2 separate regions of the Mus musculus genome follow, and region 2 is linked to region 1. A link is a contact called in public Hi-C data. All regions are on one chromosome and are shown on one strand. Each heading gives the region's core, a stretch centred on a gene start, on an enhancer-like site or on the middle of the called end of the contact. The rest is flanking DNA. Distances are from core to core; before and after follow the strand shown.

Region 1 (4,631 bases), core at 1,150-3,649:
AGGATTTGATGAAGACATCTTGTTTAAAGCTGTGTGTTCCAAGGTCTTAGAAAAAAACAATTTAAAGAATTCCAACTAAACAAAAACACTACTCATGTATGTAGTAAAGACACCTAGCAAACACTGCCAGAGCCAAGTGGTGTAGGGTAGCATGCTGAGTCCCTCACGGAATGTGATTAGGAGTTTGGCTTCTGTCATCTTCTTCTAAAAACATAAAATTGCCCTTAACTCATAAGAAAAACATTAAACTCCAACTGAGGGACATTTCACACAAAGTCAAACTTTTTTTTTTTAAGGGAAAAGAAAAAGGTTATACAACTCAAGAAGTGACTAAATGCAATGTGGCAGCCAGGACTGCATCCTGGACAATGTATTGAAAAGGGACACTGGGGCTGGAGAGATGGCTCAGAGGTTAAGAGCACCAACGGCTCTTCCAGAGGTCCTGAGTTCAAATTCCAGCAACCACATGGTGGCTCACAACCATCTGTAATGGAATCTGATGCCCTCTTCTGGTGTGTCTGAAGACAGCTGCAGTGTACTCATACAAATAAAATAAATATAAAAAAAAGAAAAAGGGCCACTGAAAAAATGTTACTAAAACAGAAGTTTAGTCTGCAATAACACACCAATGTTTTATGTAGCTTTGATAAATGTACTATGCACTAAGGTCTGAGCAAGTAAGGGCAGTGGGTAGAGACATTTGGGAACTCTCATTCCAAGTGTTTGTAAGTCTATTATTATTCCAAAATTTAAAAAGGATACTTTCTAAAAGAACAGTCTGCAAAATGGGACAAAAGAGACTGCAAAAAAAAAATCTGTTATTTAGTGTAATTTTGTTTGCATGTAAATAAGACACTGGTTAGAGAGCACCCAGTGACTTAAAACTAAGTACTCAGCAGAATACCAATGAAACACACACACATGTAGCCAGTCTCTGCCCAGGGCCGCCTTTAAAGTGAGGAGCTTAATACAGCAGAGTAGCATGTGTCTGTACTCCAGCCAGGTAGCTGAGAAAGAAGATCACTTGAGCCTACGTAGCTTTGGAGGCTAACCTGGGCAACACAGCAAGACCATAGTTCAAAGTAAACCCTAAACAACAAAGGAAATAACTGTCTCAAACCCAGAATAACCACAAAAAGGCAGTCACTTCAAGTCTTCACATGCAGGAAAAAGCAAGCTCTAAGAGATGAAGCAATCATCTAGGCTAATAGAGAATTTGCATTTTAATTCACGGATGTATTTTTGTACAAAGTCAATTCTGACCCTAAGGCTCTACAGGATCCATCTTTTCAAATGCTCAAATAATTACAGCAAAAACAAAGCAACTGACCAATATGAATATTATGTACCAGCTCTGTAAAGAGCATTTTAGATACATTCCTTAATACTTTACAGCAACTCCAAATACGGCAGGTGTTAGGGAGATGTGGATGGGTGGATGGTTAAGGACCCTACAAGACATTCACTGCTATTTTACATCATCACTACTTATAAAGGAAAATAACCTGAAAGTTAAAGTCACAATGATACTAAAGTGGGCAGCCAGTGCATGATTCTGTAGTTCTGAAAGCCCAACATTACCCCATCCAGACAACCAAAGGATTATGTTCCCTCTGGGGACAGAGGAGGACCCCTCTCTTCATCTCACCTGGCCTCTCCTGCATCTTGGACAAAGTTCATCTCCAAAGAAAAGTGCTGAAGCTTTCACCACTGGTGGTGGCAACAGCCTGGAAAGGCCTCAGCTGAAGTTAATCTTCACCCTGAAGCACTTGCAGCTCCCTGAATGTGTCAGGTTCTAGGGAGCAAGTCATTTCTCACTCATTCTGAACATCTTGGGAGCAAAGGTGCCATGTGCCCTTCTGTCCCAGTCCATCTTTACAAGGATGCTTATGTAAGAGCAAGATCTCACAAGACTAAGATGGCGTCTACTTCCAAAAACTGGACCCCTGAGCCTGAGGTTCCTTAGTTGTGACCTCAACCCTCCTGGGCTCTCCCATATCAGCTCCAGAAACCATGAGGCATGGAGACAGGAAGGTAAACCAGAACAGGCATACTATCTGAGGTATAACAACAAAAGCTGCTGTCTTTGACTTAGGGGTTTCCTACCTCTCAAGCAGCCATGAAGCTTACAGGCAGGTTTGTCAGCTTTCATATCAGGACAAATACTCATCAATCTTTTCCAGTCTGTTTCTAGTACATGAAACAGCTACTCACCTTTAACCTGCAACAGCCCATGTGAAGCCTGTCCTGAAGGCTCTCTCATCTACAATTCCCACCAACTCCAGGGTTCCACATGGTTGCTGGGAAAAGGTTTTCATCACAGCACCTTTAGAGAACTAGTCATCAAATGAGTCCCAGCTCAAAACTCATACTCAGCACACATGAATAGGACTGCTTCAAGCTTGATGCTAAGCTCTATCAGGGGAAGGCATACCACGAAAACAGCAAATCCACACAGCTGGACTCCCGCAAGATCACAACCTTGCATACTTCAATGAACACTATCAAGAAAGTAAAATGCAGCACACAATAGGAAAAATACCAGCAGATCATGTCTTATATCAGACTTTTCTCTAGAATATATAAAGAACTTAGACACTGGATTTAAAAGTGCACAGGATATGAATAGGCACTTCTCCAGAGATTTCTCTAAGAGCCCAAAAGCATATGACATCATTACATAAATGCCAACTGAAACCATGCTGAGATACTAACGTGAGAATGGATGCTGAGCAGCACAATTAATAGTTACATTTGCTGCTGTGCTACACACAGCACCATGTGACCAAAAGCTTATCTGGGCTCTGGTCCCAGAGGATTTGAATCCATCTCGGCTGGGAGGCATGACATCAGGGAGCCACCTGCAAGCATGGTGCCAAGAAGGTGAGAGCTCACATTGCAAGAGAGAAGTAGAGAAAGCAAACTGGAAGCAGGGATAGGCTATAAAATCTGGAAGCCCTGAGACATCCATCCTCCAGCAAGACTGCACCTCCTAAACCTCTCCAAACAGCACCACCTACTGGGGACCAAGTAATGCAAATACCTGAGCCTAGTGAGGGCATTCCTCGTTCAAAGCACAAGCATCCAAGAATAATTTAGTAATATTAACAACCCAGGGTCCACCAACTGGTAGATCTACAAAATGTGGTATAGCTACATACTACATAATGGAGTATTATTAAACTATAAAAATAAATGAAGTGCTAACTGATTAAATGCTGATGGATCTAACAACACAGATGAACCTTGCTTGAAAACAAGAACACTCCAACCACAAAAAACCACATTTTATATAAAATTCACTTCTATATGAAATGTCTGAAACAGGTAACTCCACAGCTATAGAGCCATAGTAGATCAGTGGCTCCTGGAGAGACTGGCGTGCAATGCTAAAGGACGCAGGGTCTGCTTCCTTTCTTTTCCCTTCCTCACTTCCTTTCTTGTTGGTCTCCTCTCCTCTCATCACTATACAGCCCAGGCTGTCCTTGAACTCACAATACTCCTGCCTCAGTCTCTTGAGTAATGAAATTATAAGTATATAATATCACACCTTGCCAGGGGTTGTGGTTTTGAAATGATTGTGGTAACGGTTATGTGTATCCATGAATATAATTTTAAAAACCCCACTACATTATACATTTTACATGGGTAGATAATAAAATGGACAAATTACAAAAACGAAAAGGCTAATGGACTGTTAGATGGCTGGAGGAAAGACTAAAGGAAAAATAGACTGATATGGTGGTTTGAGTAGGAATGGCCCCATACGAAAAGATCTTTACCAGTCCTAATTCACATAGGGGGCTAATATCCAATATATATAAAGAACCCAAGAAGTTGGACTCCAGAAAACCAAATAACCCTTATTAAAAATGGGGTACAGAGCTAAACAAAGAATTCTCAACTGAGGAATACTGAATGGCTAGGAAGCACCTAAAAAAATGTTCAACATCCTTAATCATCAGGGAAATGCAAATCAAAACAACCCTGAGATTCCACCTTATACCAGTCAGAATGGCTAAGATCAAAAACTCAGTTGACAGCAGATGCTGGCGAGCTGGGATTGCAAGCTGGTACAACCACTCTGGAAATCAGTTTGGTGGTTCCTTAGAAAATTGGACATAGTTCTACCAGAAGATCCAGAGATACCACTCCTGGGTATATACCCAGAAGATGCCCCAACTTGTAATAAAGACACATGCTCCACTATGTTCAATGCAGCCTTATTTATAATAGCAAGAAGCTGTCTCCTGATATAGCTGTCTCCTGAGAGACTCTGCCATGCCTGACTAATATAGAAGTGGATGCACACAGTTATCCATTAGATGGAGCACAGGGTCCCCAATGAAGGATCTAGAGAAAGTACTAAAGGAGCTGTAGGGGTTTGCAGCCCCCTTGGAGGAACAACAATATGAACTAACCAGTAACCCCAGAACTCCCTGGGACTAAACCACCAACCAAAGAAAACACACAGAGAGACTCATGGCTCTAACTGCATATGTAGCAGAGGATGGCCTAGTCGGTCATCAATGGAAGAAGAGGCCCTTGGTCCTGTGAAGGTTCTATGCCCCAGTATAGGGGAATGCCTATGCCAGGAAGCAGGAGTGGGTGGGTTGGGGAGCAGGGGAACA
Region 2 (4,631 bases), core at 1,453-3,952, 330 kb before region 1:
GCGGCTGCCAGACAGGTGATGCAGGAACGGAACCCCATGGAAATCTCTACAGAGACTCCAAGACCGAGTTTCACTAAATGAAATCTAGACCCAGGAGAAGCAGAACCAACTGTCTCATCACCTCTTTAGTCCTGTATGTGCCCAGGAAATTAGGAATAGGAATTCAGATGTTGAGACGTGGATTCTGATCTTGGCTCGTCTCCTTGTCCCTCAAGCCTATCTGATGGAGTGGACAATACAGTTTGCAACCTGATTTCCAGTACTGTAAGTCCTCTGCTCTGTGAGCTCCTTTTCTTCCCTCTCACCCTTCTGATTGCCCCAGGGTGGCCCATTACCCACTGCTCTTGTTAATTTTTTCTGAATGTTTGGTCCAGAAACAGAGTCCACAAAAACCTAACTGAGTTTGAAGTGTTCTTACTACTACTACTGTGAAGAGGATGACTTCAACACTCCGTGGTACAAACAACCTCCCCCCTTTATTTTGTTACTGGTTTTGTGGGCCAAGAATTCAGAGCTAAAAGTCCTTGCTCTAGGGAGGGGCATGCCTCATGAAGATGGACTGTATCCATCTGAATGCCGATGAATGACTGGGCTTCCCGGATACATCCAATCTCAGTCCGGGATGCTGGCAGCTAAGGCTGCCTCTGGTGAGGCGGTCAGAGAAACCTCTACAGTATGGCTGTCTTGAGGCTGTCAGCCCTCTTACCTGCATTTCGGAGTGATAGAAGAAAACCATGTAGGAGTTCTGTGGGCTTTTGAGAGACTAGGGCCTCAAAGAGCCAAGCCTCTGCTGTCTTCTATGAATCTGACTCACAGAGACCAGCTCGGATTCAAAGGAAGGGAACACTGGCCTTACCTATCATTGAAAGGTGGGCCAAAAAATGTACAGAGTTATCCTAAAATGATCCTACCCTGTCCATGAACCCCCTCCCACAGTGCCCTTGAGCACAACTGCGAAGGGAAGGGAAGGGAAGGGAAGGGAAGGGAAGGGAAGGGAAGGGAAGGGAAGGGAAGGGAAGGGAATCCCAAAATTTAAGTGTATTGCCCTGACAAAACCTGTGAATAGAACTCTCATCTCTGGGTCTTTATGCACCATGAGTTTGGACTAACTGTGGGCTGCATCCAACATCTTTTGTAGCATAAAGATTGGTCACTCTGAAGTTGTTTTATCTCTGAAGGGAAACGAGCAGCAGATACCTAAGAACTTCCTTTTCCTCCAAGACGGATCGACCCAGTGCCTTTTTCCAGCTGACCACAGCAAATCCTGACTCTTTCCACCTCTCTGAAGCCCATTTTATCTTTTGAAAGATAAAACTGATAATGATCACTTCATCTGTCTTCCCCACCCCGTCCCGCCCGGAGCTCTGGTAAGATGACGGACACTGTGATAACCTTTGTTAGATAGCAGTAGGTTACACTTGTTTCTATCTTCTAAAGAGCTGGAGTGAATTGGGCTAGGAGCTGGGGCCCCCAAAGGATCAAGGAAAGGGCCTGGTATCATTAGGATGTAATATGATGATATCAATGTAGGCCCAATAGACTTCAGAAAGGTGGGAAGAGGCGGGGTTTGCTGTTAACTGGTCAGCATTCAGAATGTCCCAGGCTTCTGAACCACTTTCAGTTTTGCAACGATCATCCCATCCATCAAGTCTATTAAGAAGTCATGAAGAAACTCAGGCGCACATCAACTAAAAGACAAACCTACAAACACACAGCTAATGAGCCAAAATGCCTGGCTATCCACCCTGGTCTCTTAGTGTCTACTGAGGAGTTCTATAAAGCCCTCTACTGGGGGCCTTGTGGGTCTTCCTCACTCTTGTGACAATCTCCATTCGCACCGTCCCCCACCCCCACCCCCGCCTCACCCTGAGAGCTGGAATTACGGAAGTCTGCCATGGTGCCTGTCTTCCGCTTGTGTTCTTCACAGTGTGCTCAGCTGGCAGATACGGTTTCCTGATTTTACAGAAGAGAAAGCAGGGCTCAGCTGTCTGCAGACTCACTCCAAAACACCATACGGGATGTGAACTTCACGCTAACTTCAAAGCTTGGTAGTTCCTAGCCACTTTCCTCTCTGCCTTGCTACTTGGGAAAGCATGAAGAGTTCTTTTCTACTGAATAGCTGCCAGAAATATCTCTCTTGGGTTATCCAGATGAGGAGACCCTCTGGGACTTGCAGGTTCAGAGCCTATGTCTCTTCACTTGAAAATGCACCCCATCTCTCCTTCAGTCCTGACAAGTAGCTTTTGCACATTAAGTAACAGGTCTCCAGCCAAAACTCAAGTGAGCGATGCAGGTCCTTCCATCTCTGAAAGACCCAGAGACCTAGGTCCCTGCAGTCTCAACTGTCAGACCTTGGGGACCACACCCAAATACTCTGGAAATCTGTAACTCGAACCCTCATTCTCCTCCCACAGCCTGGGGTACAGGCACTGCTGATTCATTTTAAGAAACTTTGCTTTCCACAGCAGCATAAGGAAGGACTGTCCCCTGCTAGAGCCACGTGTGTTTGCTATGATTCATCCTGTTGCCTGCAACCTCCTCAAAAAAAAAAAAAAAAAGGCCCTTACACAACCAGGAGCCTCTGGGAGCCACACAGTACAGGGGCTTCCCCTCTTAGTCACCCTCTGGGCCTAGGTCCACTTCCACGCAGCCACGAGAACTTGGAGGGACAAGCATATGCCCCAAAGAGGAACTGAGCACATTAGCAAACTGGGTGAAGGCCACCCCTCAGGGTCAGAGATGAGATGAGGCAAGACAGCAGCTGTGCTGATCCTGTAGAGCGAAATGTGCACGGTCAACAAAAGTTTCCGGCACACGGGGGCCCTGCCCTGTCCCCTCTGGCCCCAGGCACTCTGGGATGAGAGAAAATGACAAGGATGCAGCCTTGCTGTGCAAATGGAAATGTGGTGTGCTGTGCGGGTGGACCCTAAAGCTGATCTGTGAGCCCAGGCAGAAGCCTACAGAGATGGCCCCCATCTGGTGTGATCCTCTCTGTGGGAGCTTCACGGACACAGACACAGACACAGACACAGACACAGACACACACACACACACACACACACACACACACACACACACGTACACACACACGTACACACGCATGTGCGCGTGCACACTAGCGTCTGTGCTTCTTAGAGTCTCTATGCCGCTGTTTGCGCTGGTGGGTCTTGGTTGTCGATTTGTTTTACAACAGACAGAGAGGCTTGAGAGTGAATTGTCCAAACAACCCTTTTGCCTACAATAAAAAGTGAACCCAGAAAGAAAGGACACACACCTAGGTCACAAAATAACTAGGGGCCAGGTTAAGCCTGACCATGACCGTGGCCTGCAAAGTTGAAATGATTACCTCACATTACCTCTAACTAAGTCAGCCTCCTGCCCCCCCCCCGCCTTTCTCCCTCTCCCTCTCTACAATTCTACCCACTTTGCTCCACCTCTGAGCTCTCTTCCACCTCAAGGCCTTCGTACCATCCTCTCTGCCTTAACGCCAGGTTCATGACACTCTGCTGTAGCATCAGGTTCTCAGGTACCTTTGTCGGACTCTCTTCTGCATGGGTGGCCCTTCTGAGTTCCCAGCTTGGTGGGATCTAAAATCACTTAGCAGACAAGACTCCTGGGCAGAACTGTACAAGACTTTCTAGAGTGGGTTAAGTGACGTAGAAAGACCCACCCTACACACGTGTGCCACCATTCCACACCTTGGGAACTTAACGACTGCTTCATCTGTGTTTGTCAGGTGCTTGGGTGCAGTGGTCACACCCATGAGCCACAGCCCACCAAGATGGATGCCAGCTGTTAGCCTGTCCCCAGCGATACCCATTTCTCTTTAGGGATCAGTTCATAAACTTCAACAAAAAGAATAGGACCTCAGTTAATTCTCTCTACCAATAGAATCTCTAAAACAGGACCTCTAAGGGGTGCCTTCCCAACACTGGCACTGCTAACCAAAAGTGTGTTCAAATTCCTCTGGGAACCTGACTTCAGGAGTCACTGGCTTGTGTCCTTTTCACTGGTGGCTACCACCTTGTTTTCCACATGTCATGACTCCCATTTGTACACTTGTCTGTCAACTACAAAATGACTCCACAAATATACTTGATGTGCACAGCTAAGCGGATCTGAGTGTCTCTGTCATTTGTTCTGCATATGAAGCCCCTGGAAATAAGAAAAGCAAGCTGCTGCCCCAGACGGCACAGCTAATGGTGAGACCCAAATGGTCCTCAAAGCTCAGGCTTGGTGAAAGTGGATTTTAAACATTAGTCCCCAACCAATGTAGTATCCCCCACCTGGATACACTGGAAGATGGAAGATTTTACGTTTGAAGAAACACACAGTTCCCGCCTTGGCTTGTGGAGTTTAGTCCAGAAGAAGTTCTGAACAACCTTGTCCCCATTTCGGGTTTGCTTCTCCAGAAAGCAGAACAAGAGACAGCATTTCAGCTTCAGGAAGTTTATTAAGGCGACCTGATAAAGCAGGTGCTGGAAGAAAGGAGAGGAAAGATCGGTACTGGTGTGGGCTGCTATGGTCCGCTTGTGAGCAGGGTGACTTGTACCTCTTCCAGGACCTTGGGTTTCCTCCTACTTCCTTGGCCTTACTGTCACAGAGCTGAGTTGCCCCTGTTCTTAGCCTGA

The links. Hi-C and Micro-C count contacts between places; a contact is called where the count stands out from the background.
Region 2: a Hi-C map of bone marrow-derived macrophages shows a contact between it and region 1, with 4 times the contacts expected there. The contact joins two enhancer-like sites. A contact is called at or near these places in 2 of 15 datasets of contacts at CTCF or cohesin (the NIH/3T3 cell line and large pre-B cells), 19 of 484 Hi-C or Micro-C datasets (B cells, the C10 cell line, the C2C12 cell line and 13 more), 11 of 115 datasets of contacts at active chromatin or transcription factors (the NIH/3T3 cell line, T-cell acute lymphoblastic leukemia, bone marrow-derived dendritic cells and 8 more) and 2 of 9 other capture datasets (bone marrow-derived macrophages and embryonic stem cells).

Annotation. Positions count from the first base shown.
Region 1 is chr15:59,395,774-59,400,404 of GRCm38.p6, reverse strand. The region is part of intron 2 of Nsmce2 (NSE2/MMS21 homolog, SMC5-SMC6 complex SUMO ligase); the gene reads right to left. Among named protein-coding and RNA genes, the nearest start is that of Nsmce2, 24 kb to the right of the region's middle. Within about 2 kb of position 2,399, at least 51 of the 459 cell types and tissues checked have an H3K27ac peak or open chromatin away from gene starts, as enhancers often do. A contact at or near this core is called in the C2C12 cell line, Th17 cells, bone marrow-derived macrophages and 2 more, where this site is marked.
Region 2 is chr15:59,726,347-59,730,977 of GRCm38.p6, reverse strand. No RefSeq gene overlaps it. Among named protein-coding and RNA genes, the nearest start is that of Gm19510, 66 kb to the left of the region's middle. Within about 2 kb of position 2,702, at least 184 of the 459 cell types and tissues checked have an H3K27ac peak or open chromatin away from gene starts, as enhancers often do. A contact at or near this core is called in the C2C12 cell line, Th17 cells, bone marrow-derived macrophages and 2 more, where this site is marked.